Linked DNA regions of Mus musculus: all the other regions are linked to region 3. The links are chromatin contacts, called in public Hi-C maps. All regions are on one chromosome and are shown on one strand. Each heading gives the region's core, a stretch centred on a gene start, on an enhancer-like site or on the middle of the called end of the contact. The rest is flanking DNA. Distances are from core to core; before and after follow the strand shown.

The links. Hi-C and Micro-C count contacts between places; a contact is called where the count stands out from the background.
Region 1: a contact with region 3 is called in a Hi-C map of bone marrow-derived macrophages, with 42 read pairs. The contact joins two enhancer-like sites. A contact is called at or near these places in 15 of 39 promoter capture datasets (the C10 cell line, the HPC-7 cell line, cranial neural crest and 10 more), 5 of 15 datasets of contacts at CTCF or cohesin (CD8 T cells, the NIH/3T3 cell line, large pre-B cells and 1 more), 77 of 484 Hi-C or Micro-C datasets (the 4T1 cell line, the 63-12 cell line, B cells and 49 more), 27 of 115 datasets of contacts at active chromatin or transcription factors (CD8 T cells, the HPC-7 cell line, the NIH/3T3 cell line and 16 more) and 7 of 9 other capture datasets (adipose tissue, bone marrow-derived macrophages, embryonic stem cells and 4 more).
Region 2: a Hi-C map of bone marrow-derived macrophages shows a contact between it and region 3, with 35 read pairs. The contact joins two enhancer-like sites. A contact is called at or near these places in 17 of 39 promoter capture datasets (the 3T3-L1 cell line, 3T3-L1-derived adipocytes, the C10 cell line and 12 more), 4 of 15 datasets of contacts at CTCF or cohesin (CD8 T cells, the NIH/3T3 cell line, large pre-B cells and 1 more), 8 of 484 Hi-C or Micro-C datasets (the HPC-7 cell line, bone marrow-derived macrophages, female germline stem cells and 4 more), 1 of 115 datasets of contacts at active chromatin or transcription factors (the HPC-7 cell line) and 3 of 9 other capture datasets (adipose tissue, liver and pancreatic islet).

Annotation. Positions count from the first base shown.
Region 1 is chr5:36,723,933-36,728,048 of GRCm38.p6, forward strand. No RefSeq gene overlaps it. Among named protein-coding and RNA genes, the nearest start is that of Gm33114, 4.1 kb to the right of the region's middle. Within about 2 kb of position 2,614, at least 96 of the 459 cell types and tissues checked have an H3K27ac peak or open chromatin away from gene starts, as enhancers often do. A contact at or near this core is called in bone marrow-derived macrophages and regulatory T cells, where this site is marked.
Region 2 is chr5:36,673,153-36,677,287 of GRCm38.p6, forward strand. D5Ertd579e (DNA segment, Chr 5, ERATO Doi 579, expressed) reads right to left here. Exons shown (of 9, transcript NM_001081232.3): 2 at 1-90. Among named protein-coding and RNA genes, the nearest start is that of Gm24878, 8.7 kb to the left of the region's middle. Within about 2 kb of position 2,604, at least 46 of the 459 cell types and tissues checked have an H3K27ac peak or open chromatin away from gene starts, as enhancers often do. A contact at or near this core is called in bone marrow-derived macrophages, where this site is marked.
Region 3 is chr5:36,600,863-36,605,176 of GRCm38.p6, forward strand. It overlaps D5Ertd579e (DNA segment, Chr 5, ERATO Doi 579, expressed), which reads right to left. Exons shown (of 9, transcript NM_001081232.3): 8 at 3,649-3,746; 9 at 1-1,941. The coding sequence ends at 1,762. Among named protein-coding and RNA genes, the nearest start is that of Tbc1d14, 21 kb to the left of the region's middle. Within about 2 kb of position 1,304, at least 20 of the 459 cell types and tissues checked have an H3K27ac peak or open chromatin away from gene starts, as enhancers often do. A contact at or near this core is called in bone marrow-derived macrophages and regulatory T cells, where this site is marked.

The DNA of each region.
Region 1 (4,116 bases), core at 1,364-3,863, 120 kb after region 3:
TTCTCTTATCCTTTTTTTCTCTCCTACGTAATGTTAGGGGATTGAAAGGGAAGAAGTAAAGGGATGGAGAAGGGTGGGAGAAAGAAGAACCCACAAAGTAGCCAGAAGAACAGCTACAGTGACCTCAGACATATCTTAATCCAGGTGACCTCTGAAGATATGCGAGAGCTGCCAAGGAAGAAGGAGGTGAGAGTATCAGTCCCTGGTACCCTTTCCCAACATGCCCAGCTCCCCACGACTCCGAGTTCCTTTGTGCCCTCTCCACCTTCCTATGGTTGTTACATGTGCTTTTAGCTGTGGAAACAGAGGCTCACAGGGCAGAGTTAGCATTGGATGCTATGTAGCCACCCAAGGCCATTCTGTGCTGTGTCCACAGGACTCTGGAGCCTGGAGGAGGAGGCTGTGCTGAGTCCTGGTTTCTAGAGGTGTGCAGGCAGGATTAACCATAGCCCAGGAAGGCGGGAGGCAGATGTAGAAATCAGAGGCCAAAGAACCACCCACCCTCTGCCCTTGGGACTCTGGCAGCGACTCTGAACTGTGTAATACCAGCCCCTGCCCACGCAGCTGCTGAGATGAGTGGCCGTGCGTGCACCTTTGACCTGGTGATCTTTAACTTGGTGACTCAGCCTGGGAGCTGGAGCACCGTGATGAACACGCTGACAGATTGAAGCCTGCCTTTGTGACAAGTCTTTTTATACATTGAAATTTAGCTGGCCATGGAAGTACACATGTGTAATCCCAGTACTCAAGAGGTAGAGGCAGGATTCATCCCATAATCAGCCACCAAAACCAGACACTATTGCATATGCCAGAAAGATTTTGCTGAAGGGACCCTGTTATAGCTGTCTCATATGAGGCTATGCCAGTGCCTGGCAAATACAGAAGTGGATGCTCACAGTCACCTATAAGATGGAACACAGGGCCCCCAATGGAGAAGCTAGAGAAAGCACCCAAGGAGCTGAAGGGGTCTGCAACCCTATAAGTGGAACAACAATATGAACTAACCAGTACCCCCAGAGCTCGAATCTCTAGCTGCATATGTAGCAGAAGATGGCCTAGTTGGCCATCACTGGGAAGAGAAGCCTCTTGGTATTACGAACTTTATATGCCCCAGTACAGGGGAATGCCAGAGCCAAGAAGCAGGAGTGGGTGGGTAGGAGAGTAGGGCAGAGGGAGGGTATAGGGAACTTTCGGGATAGCATTTGAAATGTATATAAAGAAAATATCGGGGCTGGAGAGATGGCTCAGCGGTTAAGTACACTGACTGATCTTCTGAAGGTCCTGAGTTCAAATCCCAGCAACCACATGGTGGCTCACAATCACCTGTAATGAGATCTGACGCCCTCTTTTGGTGTGTCTGAAGATAGCAACAGTATACTTAGATATAATAATAAATAAATCTTAAAAAAAGAAAATATCTAATAAAAAAGTAAATAAGTAAGTAAGTAAATAAATAAATAAATAGAAAGAGACACTCCGTAACATAACATAAAGCATAGTAGTTTAATAAATAAATTGTAAAAGGAGAGAGAGGGGGGTAGGAAGATCACTGTGAGTTCTATACTAGCCTGGGGTATGTATTGAAACTCATTTGCTATCATTGTTTAAATTGAGGTAAAATTCACACCACAGATATTTAGCTATTTAAAGTGTCAGTTCTGTGGCATTTATCCACCTACAGCAAGCACTGCATAACTGTCACCTCTGTGTAGTTCTATATGTCCTGCTCTCCAAGACCTCACCCCCCTTCCTTCCTTCCTTCCTTCCTTCCTTCCTTCCTTCCTTCCTTCCTTCCTTCCTTCCTTCCTTCCTTCCTCCTCCTCCTCCTCCTCCTCCTTCTTCTTCTTCCTCTCTCTCTCTCTCTCTCTCTCTCTCTCTCTCTCTCTCTCTCTCTCTCTTTCTCTGTTTATTTATACTTTTCAAGTGCTGGGGACGAGACCCAGGGCCTCACACATGCCCGGCAAGCACTCCGTAACTAAGCCCGTACCCTAACTACAACTCCATCTCTACCACTGGCCACTCCCCATCTTCCTGTCTGTTGTATCCCTGGCAACTGCTGGGTTCCAGTGGGAGTCACGCAGTGCACTGTTCGGCTTCGGGTGACTGGCTTTTCTCACTGAACCTGTTTGGAAGGCCAACAGGCTTTGTAGCAGGTGCCTGCACTCTGCTTCCTTCCATGGCTGCCCGAGGTCCCACTCGGTGGGTCTTCTCTGCCTTTTCATTCACTCCTGCTATGGGAACAGTACGCTGACCCGTGGCCTCTCTCAGTGGCTTCTGGTAGAGTAAAAGTTCCCCAGACCAGCCACCCGATGCTTACACACATAAAGTCCTTGTCGAACGCGTGGTTCTCATCCTTGTTTCCAATGAGTGTCAACTGCACACTATAGCACTTATTGAGCACTTACTGCATACTGTCCTGAATGTTTTGTTTTCACTCAATGGTGGTGTTTTCTGTCCATCCTCAGTCCCTCCAGTAGCTGGCGTGGGCCTCACGTGATCAGTTTCAGAGGCCGGAAAAAGGTCAGCTAAGGAATTATCTATAGAGGAGAACTTAAAGTCGGGCCAGCTCCAGTTCACGTCTCACATGCCCCTGGTGTACGCCCTTGACTGGACGAATGCAGACTTCACCCTGGGCGGTAACCCAGAGGACTTTCATTTTCCTTTTCCCCAGGGCTCGATCTCTGCTTCATTTTCAGTCATTGATTTGTTTTCACAGTGACCAATCAGAAACAGAAAGCATAACAGTCAGGAGGGGAATGAAAGTGCTGAAGGTGAATTTCAGAAAAGCTGGACTTTAACCAGCTCATGTGGCAGACCCACCCAGTGGGCTGCACCAGCAGGGTGGCAGGGCACCTTTGCCTTGCAGGAAGACTACAATATAATTGGGGTATAGTTTTAGCTTTTGCATGTTTATCCTTCTTTGGTGGTTCTTTTTTGTTTTGGGGTTTTGGGTTTTTTTGTTTGGTAGGTTGGTTTTGGTTTTGGGTTTTTGGACTGTTTGTTCATTTGTTTGGTTTGTTTTGGTTGTTTGCTTTTTTTGTTTTGTGTGTGTGTGTGTGTGTGTGTGTGTGTGTGTGTGTGTGTGTTGTTTGTTTGTTTGTTTGTTTGTTTGTTTGTTTTTGAGACAAGGTTTCACTGTGTAGCCCTAACTGGCCTGCATGCAGACCAGGCTGGCCTCAAATTTGCTGCAATCCCCCTGCCTCTGCCCCTCAAGCACTAGGATTCTAGGCATCTCACATCATAACTCACTTCTTCGTTGCTCCTCAGATGAACAAGAGCCTTTTATATATTCACACAGGAAGTCCAACTTCCTCCCTCATGCCCTCTGCCTTGGATCCAGCTGGCAGGTGAACCTGAACCCCATGCCAGCCAAGAGCTCAGGAACTCACACTAAAACTACCTGCTATGCAATAGCCTTTCCCCTTAGGACCTCCCAGCACAGCCCTGTATCACCCCCACTCCACTCCAGCACCCCTCAGAGCCATGAAGAGAAAGTAGAACATACCCGATCTAGAGTCAGCACAGAGTCCACAGAGAGCCTGGGCCCCAAGTTCTCCTGGTGCCATTTACCTGCTCCCCCAACTATTTGCTTATGCTCTGCCTTCTACCCAGAGCTCTGTCACCCTCAAGTCTCCATCATCCTTCAGGTACAACCAGCAGTGCCCAGGGGAGTGGTCCCAGGAGCCAGCAGCAGCCCAGGAGTGTGCAGGCCCTGGCTGCCCTGTGATGGGTGTTTCTATGCCCTTGTCTGGGTGGTCCTCACCAGCTCCCTGTGAGGCAGGAATTGCCTTCCCTCTTCTTGCCTGCTTCCCTCAGGTATAAAGGGCCTCACGTATAGCATTAGAAAACACCCAGGGGACACTCACTGCTGCTATCCCTGTACTAGGAGGAGATTTCTGAGATGAGAGCTGAAGCGACTCATCTGAGGAAGTGCAGCCAGTGGGCGGTTTGGCCTGAGCTCTTTCCCCATGTAGCCCTCCGTGTTCTGGTTCTGGTTTCCAATGGGAATGAATCTTCAAGGACATGCAGAGAGCTCCTTGCGAAGGAGCCATCTGTGCACGGTGGGAGAGTTGACTCTCACACCAGATGGCCAGTGCTCTAACCTGGGTCTGCCGT
Region 2 (4,135 bases), core at 1,354-3,853, 74 kb after region 3:
CAGTGAATCAACACCATGATAGCAACACACAAGGAGATGAGGTTTTCAACTTTCATTTCACATTGAGGCAATGTCAGTCTCTGGCAGTCCCTACAGAAATGAAAAAGAAAGAACACATTATATATACACACAAAGTTATGAGGATGATTTTTATCTTATTTGTTTATTTACTTATTTATTTTGATTTTTCGAGACAGGGTTAGCCCTCTGTTAGCCCTGGCTGTCCTGGAACTCACTCTGTAGACTAGGTTGGCCCCAAACCCAAGAGATCCCTGGCCTCTGCTTCCCAAGTGCTGGCATTAAAGGTATGAGCCACTACCACCCTGCAAGTGGAGATGATTTTTTTAAAGGAAGGTGTTCCTCCTTTTAAAATGTATCTGGTAACTTGAAACAATGTTTTCCCTGTGGAGCATTTAGCATTTTAAACTGAGTGACACTGTAAAATTTAAAACTTGATATCATCTGGAATGAGAACAAAGAAGGTGATATTCTCTGCTTTTCCCCAATGACACAAACATTCATTTCCTATCTCAAGAGACTGGACTGGTAAAATGCTTACAGAAAATCATTAGGTTCATACTTAAATTCAATGGAAACAATTAAATAGCAGTTTCTTCAAAACACTGGTAAAAACAATCTTTAAACTTAAATTCACGCTGGGCAGTGGCGATACACACCTTTAATCCAAACACAAGTGGGGCAGAAGCAGGCAGATCTCCGAGTTCAAAGCCAGCCTGATCTTTTCAGGACAGTCAGGGCTACACAGAGAATCTCTGTTTCGAAAAATAAAACAAACAAAAATATTTAGACCCACGGGTCATTATTTTTATTTAGACCCATGGGTCATTATTTTGTATGGCTAAAAGCTGAGGATGGTAATCAGGGAGTTCCTAAGGCTGTATGGAAGATTTGTCTTACACAGCCACAGGCTACAGTGTCAGAGCCGCAGTGGCCTCTCCTAGCTGATTCAGTGACGCTCTTCCTTTAAACGCTTTTCATTATGTCCAATAATGGGTTTATTGAGTAAAAAACTGTTCTTTATCTTTTGGGTTTGGGTTGTTTTTTGTTTGTTTTGTTTTGCTTAATGCAGAGTCTAGCTATGTAGCCCACTAGGAAATGCAAACAGGGAAAGCAACACTGATCAGGCCAGTGTGCTCGTGGAATTCAGCCACTACATATAACTCAGAGCAGCATCATGAGTGAAAGGAAGACCCTCTCTACAAATGCCTGAGTTCTCTAGGTGTCAGTAAAATTTATACACATTAAATATATAGAAGACAATTCTAAATCCATTGTATAACTAGAATAAAATGTTTTACTATTTTGCTACTTAAAAAAATCCTCACTAATATACTGCCTTTATTAAACTTTGAAAGGTAGTTAAATTAAAGCAAAAATTTTCTACTTTTCACCAGGTGATATTTCCCAGCTGTCTCTCAAAATTAAAACATTTTCCATAAATGATTTAATAAATGTTTGGTTCTCAGGAAGATATTAGACAGACCGATTAACAATAGCCACTTGAATCAAGCTGACAAGTTACTTAGTGAAAACCAGCCAGACTGAGGAGCCTTGGAACAGGTGAAGAGGGAGCGAGAGAATTCAGGCAGCTTGAACTCACAGGAGACCTAGAGAAAGGCAGGCACCACCATCAGAGACTTGCAGTGAGCTCTCCTGGGGAGTACAGCAGAGGACCGACAAGTTTGAGCATGAACAGAACTAAGGCACAGTGTTGGGAGCACAAAGGTCCTTGTGCTCACAGATAAGCACTAAAGAAACCAGGAATGTTAAACACTCAGGGCTGTTTTGTGAAAGGAAAAAAAATGTATAACCTGTTTTCTGCCCAAAAGACAAGAAATGGTGGGGGGGTGTCTAACTGCCTAGAGTCAATGGTTCTCACCCTTCCAATGTTGTGACTCTTTAATACAGTTCCTCGTGGTGTAGTAACCCCAACCATAAAGTTATTTTTCTTGCTACTTCACAATTTCAATTTTGCTACTGTTATGAATCATAATGTAAATGTCTGATATGTAGGATACTGTAAGCTACAGGTTGAGAAACACTGGCCTTGGCAAACCCCTGTGCTATCTGTAGGGCCAGGATTTGCCTGGCTCACCTAAGCTCCCACAAACAGGACCAGAGGTGGTTGATGGTCTAAATAACCTGTATGCTGTCTGTATGACCTAGACCACACCAGATCCTCCCCGGACCCCTTAAGATAACACAGGTAGGCTATATCTAGAACCCATCTTCATAGAAGAAATATACTTTGAAAAAACTTTCAATGTAATTATGCCTCTTTGTGCATAGGGGATGTATTACACTATAAAACTTTTTTCCAAATTGTACTGTACTTAAATATGTCTAATATAAACTGTCTAGTATTAAACTGTCTAAGTTTGAATCAACACCAGCTAATGAGTCATGCTGAGTCAGATTCCCTTCTTGCCTCATGCAGATCGTTACTCTGCAGGGTCTGGTGGTCACAGAGACCCCCACAGCAAGGATGAATCCCTGGGAAAGATGAATCAGTACCTGATCCCCAACAGCAGCAAGCTGCACCTGCAGCCAAGCCAGGAACCTCACAACTCTAGAAGTCTGGTTTTTGTATTTGGCAAGAATTAGCTATTGTGTAAATACTGGTTTGGTCCAGCCTAACAAATCTTCTGCTGGTTCTTTTTTTGGTGGTGGTGCTAATGTCTTGAAACAGCATCTCATGTAGATCATAAAGGCCTGGCCTTGAATCTCCAGCCTCCATCTCTCTAACCTGATCTCAGTAACCATGTCTGTCCCCAAACAAATCTTACAAGACTCCAAAGAACCAAACTGTTTTCAGTTAACTTTACTGTGGTTTCAGAACAAAACTCAAAGATATTTATAGGAATTCAAAAACACCAGGACCTGGGAAATTAGAATTTACAGTGTCTGACAACTATTCAAAATAGGAGACAAGAATGAGAAAAATAAATTCACTTAAATATACTAAAAGCTGATATCTGTACTTTAATTATCACTTTTTCAAAACTGATAGAAACTAAATGAGCAAGATAGTCAAAGACTCCAAGCACATGAATGAAGAAAATGGCACAGCACAGAAAACCTCAAGCCTCTAACCAACATAAAAATTCTAAAGCGGGGCTGGAGAGATGGCTCAGTGGGTAAGAGCACCCGACTGCTCTTCTGAAGGTCCGGAGTTCAAATCCCAGCAACCACATGGTGGCTCACAACCATCTGTAACAAGATCTGATGCCCTCTTCTGGAGTGTCTGAAGACAGCTACAGTGTACTTACATATAATAAATAAATAAATCTTTTAAAAAAAAATTCTAAAGCAGCCAGGGTGAGGCAGAGACATTAAGTATAGTAGCAAAGGTAAGGATAGCATCCAGCTCTTGTTGAAATCAGTGTAAGTGAGCAGATGATCAGGTAAGATTTGAAACACCAAGGACCTTGTCAACCTAGTACTCCATACTTATAAAACTGTCTTTCAAAGCCAAGATGAAATAGATTTCTCAGACACATGAAAATTGAACTATTCCCAACAAACCTGCCCTATAGGAAATATGAAGTCTTTTAGACAGAAGAAAAGGCATTGCACCATAGAGGACTGGAGAGATGACTCAGTGGTTAAGAGCACTGACTGCTCTTCCAGAGGTCCTGAGCTCAATTCCCAGCAACCACATGATGGCTCACAACCATCTGTAATAGCATCCAATGCCCTCTTTTGGGGTGTCTGAAGATAGCTACAGTGTACTCATAAAGTAATTAAATAATTCTTAAAAAAAAAAAAGTATTCCAGCACAAAATGTGGATCCCCTTAAGGAAATAAAGATAGCTAGAGATGCAGTTACAGTTACATCTGCTTCATTAGCTATCTTTGTTTAATTCCTCTGCATAGCCCAGGCTATCCTGAAACTCACTTTGTAGACCAGGCTGGCTTCCAACTCAGATATCCACCTACCTCTGTCTCCCCAGTACTAGGACTAAAAGTGTGCACCACCACTTCATTAATTACCTTTAGAGGCCAGTGAGATGGCTTAGTGGGTAAAGGCACTTGTCACATAAGCCTGGAAACCTCAACCCCATCCCTGAACCCACATGGAAACTCCTGCAAGCTGTTTCTGACCTCCACATGC
Region 3 (4,314 bases), core at 54-2,553:
CTGAGGAGGGAGGCTTCTTTGCCACCTGGAGCCTTTTCCTGATAAACATTGGCTGTCCAGGTCACCCAAGCTCATGGCTGAGTATGAAATCCATTTGGTCATAGCAACAATTTCTAGGGTAATCTTGATGGCATTGATTTTAGGAATTTACAACTTCCAATCCTTTTTGCCTTTGATGATAGGTTATATTTCAGTGCAGATGTTAATCAGATTTTAGGAAGCTCCAGAAGAAAAAAATACATAAAATGTATCTGATACCTGTAAATAAATAAGAGCAACATGAACCCTTCTACATGCACACACGCACACGCACCACTGTCAGTGTCAGGATGTGCTGTATGAAACAGACCCTAAGATGGCAAGAGGCCCCAGCCAGCAAGCCAGAACGACAGTGCCTGCACAGGCTCCACGGTGTTTCCTGTGTTCCTGAGAAACAGGCAACAAACTCAAGTACTACCAGCAAGGCCCGAGGGGCAGCTCCACTCCCAGCTAAGAAGCCACACGCATGCCCAGTGCCGTCCCACTTGCTGGTGAGGCCAGTTCAACTACTTAAGACCTCTCCGCTACTCCTGATGTTCTGGACATGCTGAGCTCATGTCACAGACAAGGTGTTTTTAAAAACAACAAGTTAGTTAAAAGAGAAAAATCATTTTGGATGTTTAGGTTTTACACAATTGGCCCTACTAGCACCTGTGGCAGTGCTGCGAGAGAGATCCGAGGTGATCAGCACGCTTAGATGCAACTGTGTGAGGCCTGCTGCCTGCCTGCTGCACCAAGTCCCACGAGTCGATAATCAGAACAGCAATCACACAGGGAAGTGTGTGGGAAGTTCCTCTACCAACCCCAGCCCACAAGCAGAACTTGCCCAGAGCATTCTCTCAAACACAAAATGAGATACAAGCTACACTACATCACAGCCACGAGAGCAGCTAGCTGCAGCAGCCAAAGATTTCTTTGGGGTAAGAGGTGGCCTCACTGCATGTCCAATGTTTTGAAGTTCACTTGGAGAATTAAGTTCAGTGTCGTCACCAGATAACAATTTACAAGTAAGGTCCTCAACTATGCACTGGAGAGGCAGCTCAGAGAACCCCACTATGCCTGCTATGGACACACTGCAGTAGCAGAACTCACCCATCTAACCCAGGCCTCAAATCCTTGGCTTCTTCAGCTAGCAAGAAAGTCACAAGCCACAGTAACTTCCATGGTACTTTAGGGGAATCCTAAGAGAAAGCACAGTATTCTGTAAGTCTCTAAAGCACACCCTTGTGTTCCTACAGCAATGTCCATGAGATCTTCTGAATGAGCCTGCAGATGAGTCACCATGCTTCCCTCCTCCTTCAGCAAGGCCCTGACCCACTGCAGGGGAGGACTGATCTCCTGGCTCAGAGAACAGAGCTAGAGTCTCTGGACGGTGGCGGTTGTCGCCACGGTGCTGACAAGGTGATGGCGACACAGCCGCCAGAGGGAGGCCTGCAGCTGCGATGCAGAAGCGGGACGCACTAGGACAAGCACATGCACACCCATTCCTCATGGACAGCACAGTCTAGTCTACTTCAGAGAGCAAGAACTTAACAGCTTGGAAACAAATCTTCAACAGGACAGCCGTCCTCAACGCTAAAATAAGCAAGAAGAGAAAGGTAATCACTGATGTGGATCAGTTAATTGAAGAAGAAACCTAAGTTGCTGCTTTAGACTAACAGGCCTCACACAAGGCAATTGCCCATCACAGCCATTTTCAATGACTGGTACTACTCTGCAGGGTCAGAGATGTGTTCGGGAGAAGAGCTCCTCTCTGCTGGGGCCCACCCACTCTCCGCCGGCTTCGGAGCCTGTGTCGCCCGTGTCAGAGCTGGCACTGGAACACATCTTCCTGTGGAGGCCATTTGGTTTTGTCTCAGAACCTCTCTCTCCTGTGCATCTTGCTTCATAAACAGAAGACACCTACAATTCAAGAAACAATTTTCAATACACCAAAAATCAGACAATCCCCCCAAAGGCTGATCCTATTCATAGACAGATGAAGTAGCAATCACTGATATCTCCTATAGAAATCTATAAAAACGTGAAGTCGCACTGTTTCAGAGGCATCTCTTCTTTGCCCTTGAAGGGTCCAATCCTAATTCTGCACATCTAGCCACAAGAATCTATGTGCCACACTAGGGTAGGACAATGGGACTCCTTAACTCTCAGCAAGTCTTTGAATACCTGGTTCAGGGTAGCCCATGAAGCGTTGCCCAGGCTCCCCTAAGTAAACAGACATGGTAATGCACAGGGGCTCACAGTTCCAGCAGACAAACAAACCAAAGGACAAAGCTTCATACTATAGACATGAGGATACTGGTTAAGGGGCACTCTGAACAGGGGCAGAGCGCTCCAGAAGGTGGCACTCCTGAGCAACGGCTGGTGCTCTGCACAGCAGTGCCAGGATCATCAAGTGTGGTATAGAGCATCTTCTTGTGTTTATAGGAAGGCTGGCATCTGGAGCCCCAAAATACTCGACGGCAATGGTAGCCCTTTCATCAGTTACAGCAACTAACACTATTTCCCAGTGCATCACAATATCCACCATTAGCATCACCCCATCACAGTCCCTGTTTCTGAGCTCAAGGTGGACACACAGAAAAGCTATGTGAGAGCAAAGCACACAAGGCTTCCGGGCATGGAGGGAACCTTCCAAGTGCACAGCCATGGGAGCACGGATCCCACAGCCAGACTGTTGGGGTACGCAGCCCTATGCTCCATCTCCACATACCTCCATTTTGTACTCTGCAAATAGATGAGTGTGCCAAGAATGAGTGTGCACAGGGGTGTTTTTAGGTCACTGTCTTGCAGAATGGCACTAATTGTCAAGGACAAGCAGACGCAAGGACAAGAAAAGCTGTGGCTGCTGTTGAGGAGTAGCAGTGGAAAAGATGGTGTGGAATAAAGAAATGGATGGAAAGTGGAGGTGAGATACAATAACAGGCTGGCAGACACTGGGCAGAGGTGAGAGGAAGAGACAGGTAAAGAGAGACCCTGAGGGAGGAAGGCTATGGGGAGGCCTTACATGTGGGCTTGGACATGTTAACACAAACTGGTAAGTCAGTGGGATTAGCACTATATGGTGCTTTGGAAAATTCTTACAGAGCTTGAGCTAACATTGATAACTCTGAGAAGAAAACAGGTTTCCTTCAATTCACTGGTCTTAACTTGCCTAACAGTGGAAGGCTTGAGTCTGAGCTAAAAGTAGGTCAAGGTCTTGAATGCCTTCATGGTACTCACAGGCATGTTGGGGAGACATAAGTGTCTGGGATGGTGCGATTCCACCCAGAGAGTACACAAGAGCACAGAAAGGGCACAGGGTCTGTCCCACACAGGTTGGAAAAGTATACTGGAAGGAAAATGCTGCCCAGGACTGAACAAGAAACAACAGCTTAGTACAGCATTTAAGACCCCCTGTGCCAGCAGTGTAGTGTCAGTGGGGACGTTAGGGGCTGTTCATGAAGGTCTGGCAAATGGTTGGGGCTTGTGGTTAGGGTTAGGCAGATCCAAAAAAAAGGGCCAAGAGGAGAAAGGCAACACTCAGGATCTGGGAACATGGGCCAGGGGTGGGTCACAGGACCCTCAAGTGTGTGACTAGAATGGAAGGGAGGAGGACAGTCCACTTACCCTATTAAAATCTAACAGACGCTCTTCACGACTGGGTGTCTCTTTAGCATCTGGACATTCTTCTATACCATTCTCTCCCTTGGCATTTGTATAACATTCTTAACCATTTTGAATGGAGAAGGGAAAAGAGGGAAAGGGGGAAATTCAATTAAGACAGTTGAAACACACACCCTTGTTTCACCTCACTGAAAAGCTAGGCCTCCCCACCCTCTGGAGGTTTAGGTTGTCATTGAAAGCACAGCCAGTCTGAAGTGTATGAGAAAACATGACACTAGCTGAAAACTTCAGCCACAAGTATGTAATGAATAATAAAAACCAGGCCAGCATAAGCATACTCTACTGTAAAACATTGTCTCAACAATTCAACAAATATTTACACAGATCTATGATGTAATGGTCCTGGGCCACAGGGGAAAAGACTATAAGACCCATGCTCTCAAGAATGAGTGTCAAGTGGAGGGTGACGGTCAATGCACCACAGATATGCTCATGGAACAGCAGAGGTTCCAGACAGGCAGCCCAATGAGAAAGCAAAGCAGGTCACTAGCTGGCCTGTTCTAACTCAACAGCATGCCCACGGGCCTGTTAACACCTGTGCACATGGAGGCTCATGGTCCAGTTAGCCAAGGCTCACAGAATGAGAAGGCAATGTGGACTGGAGTTGGA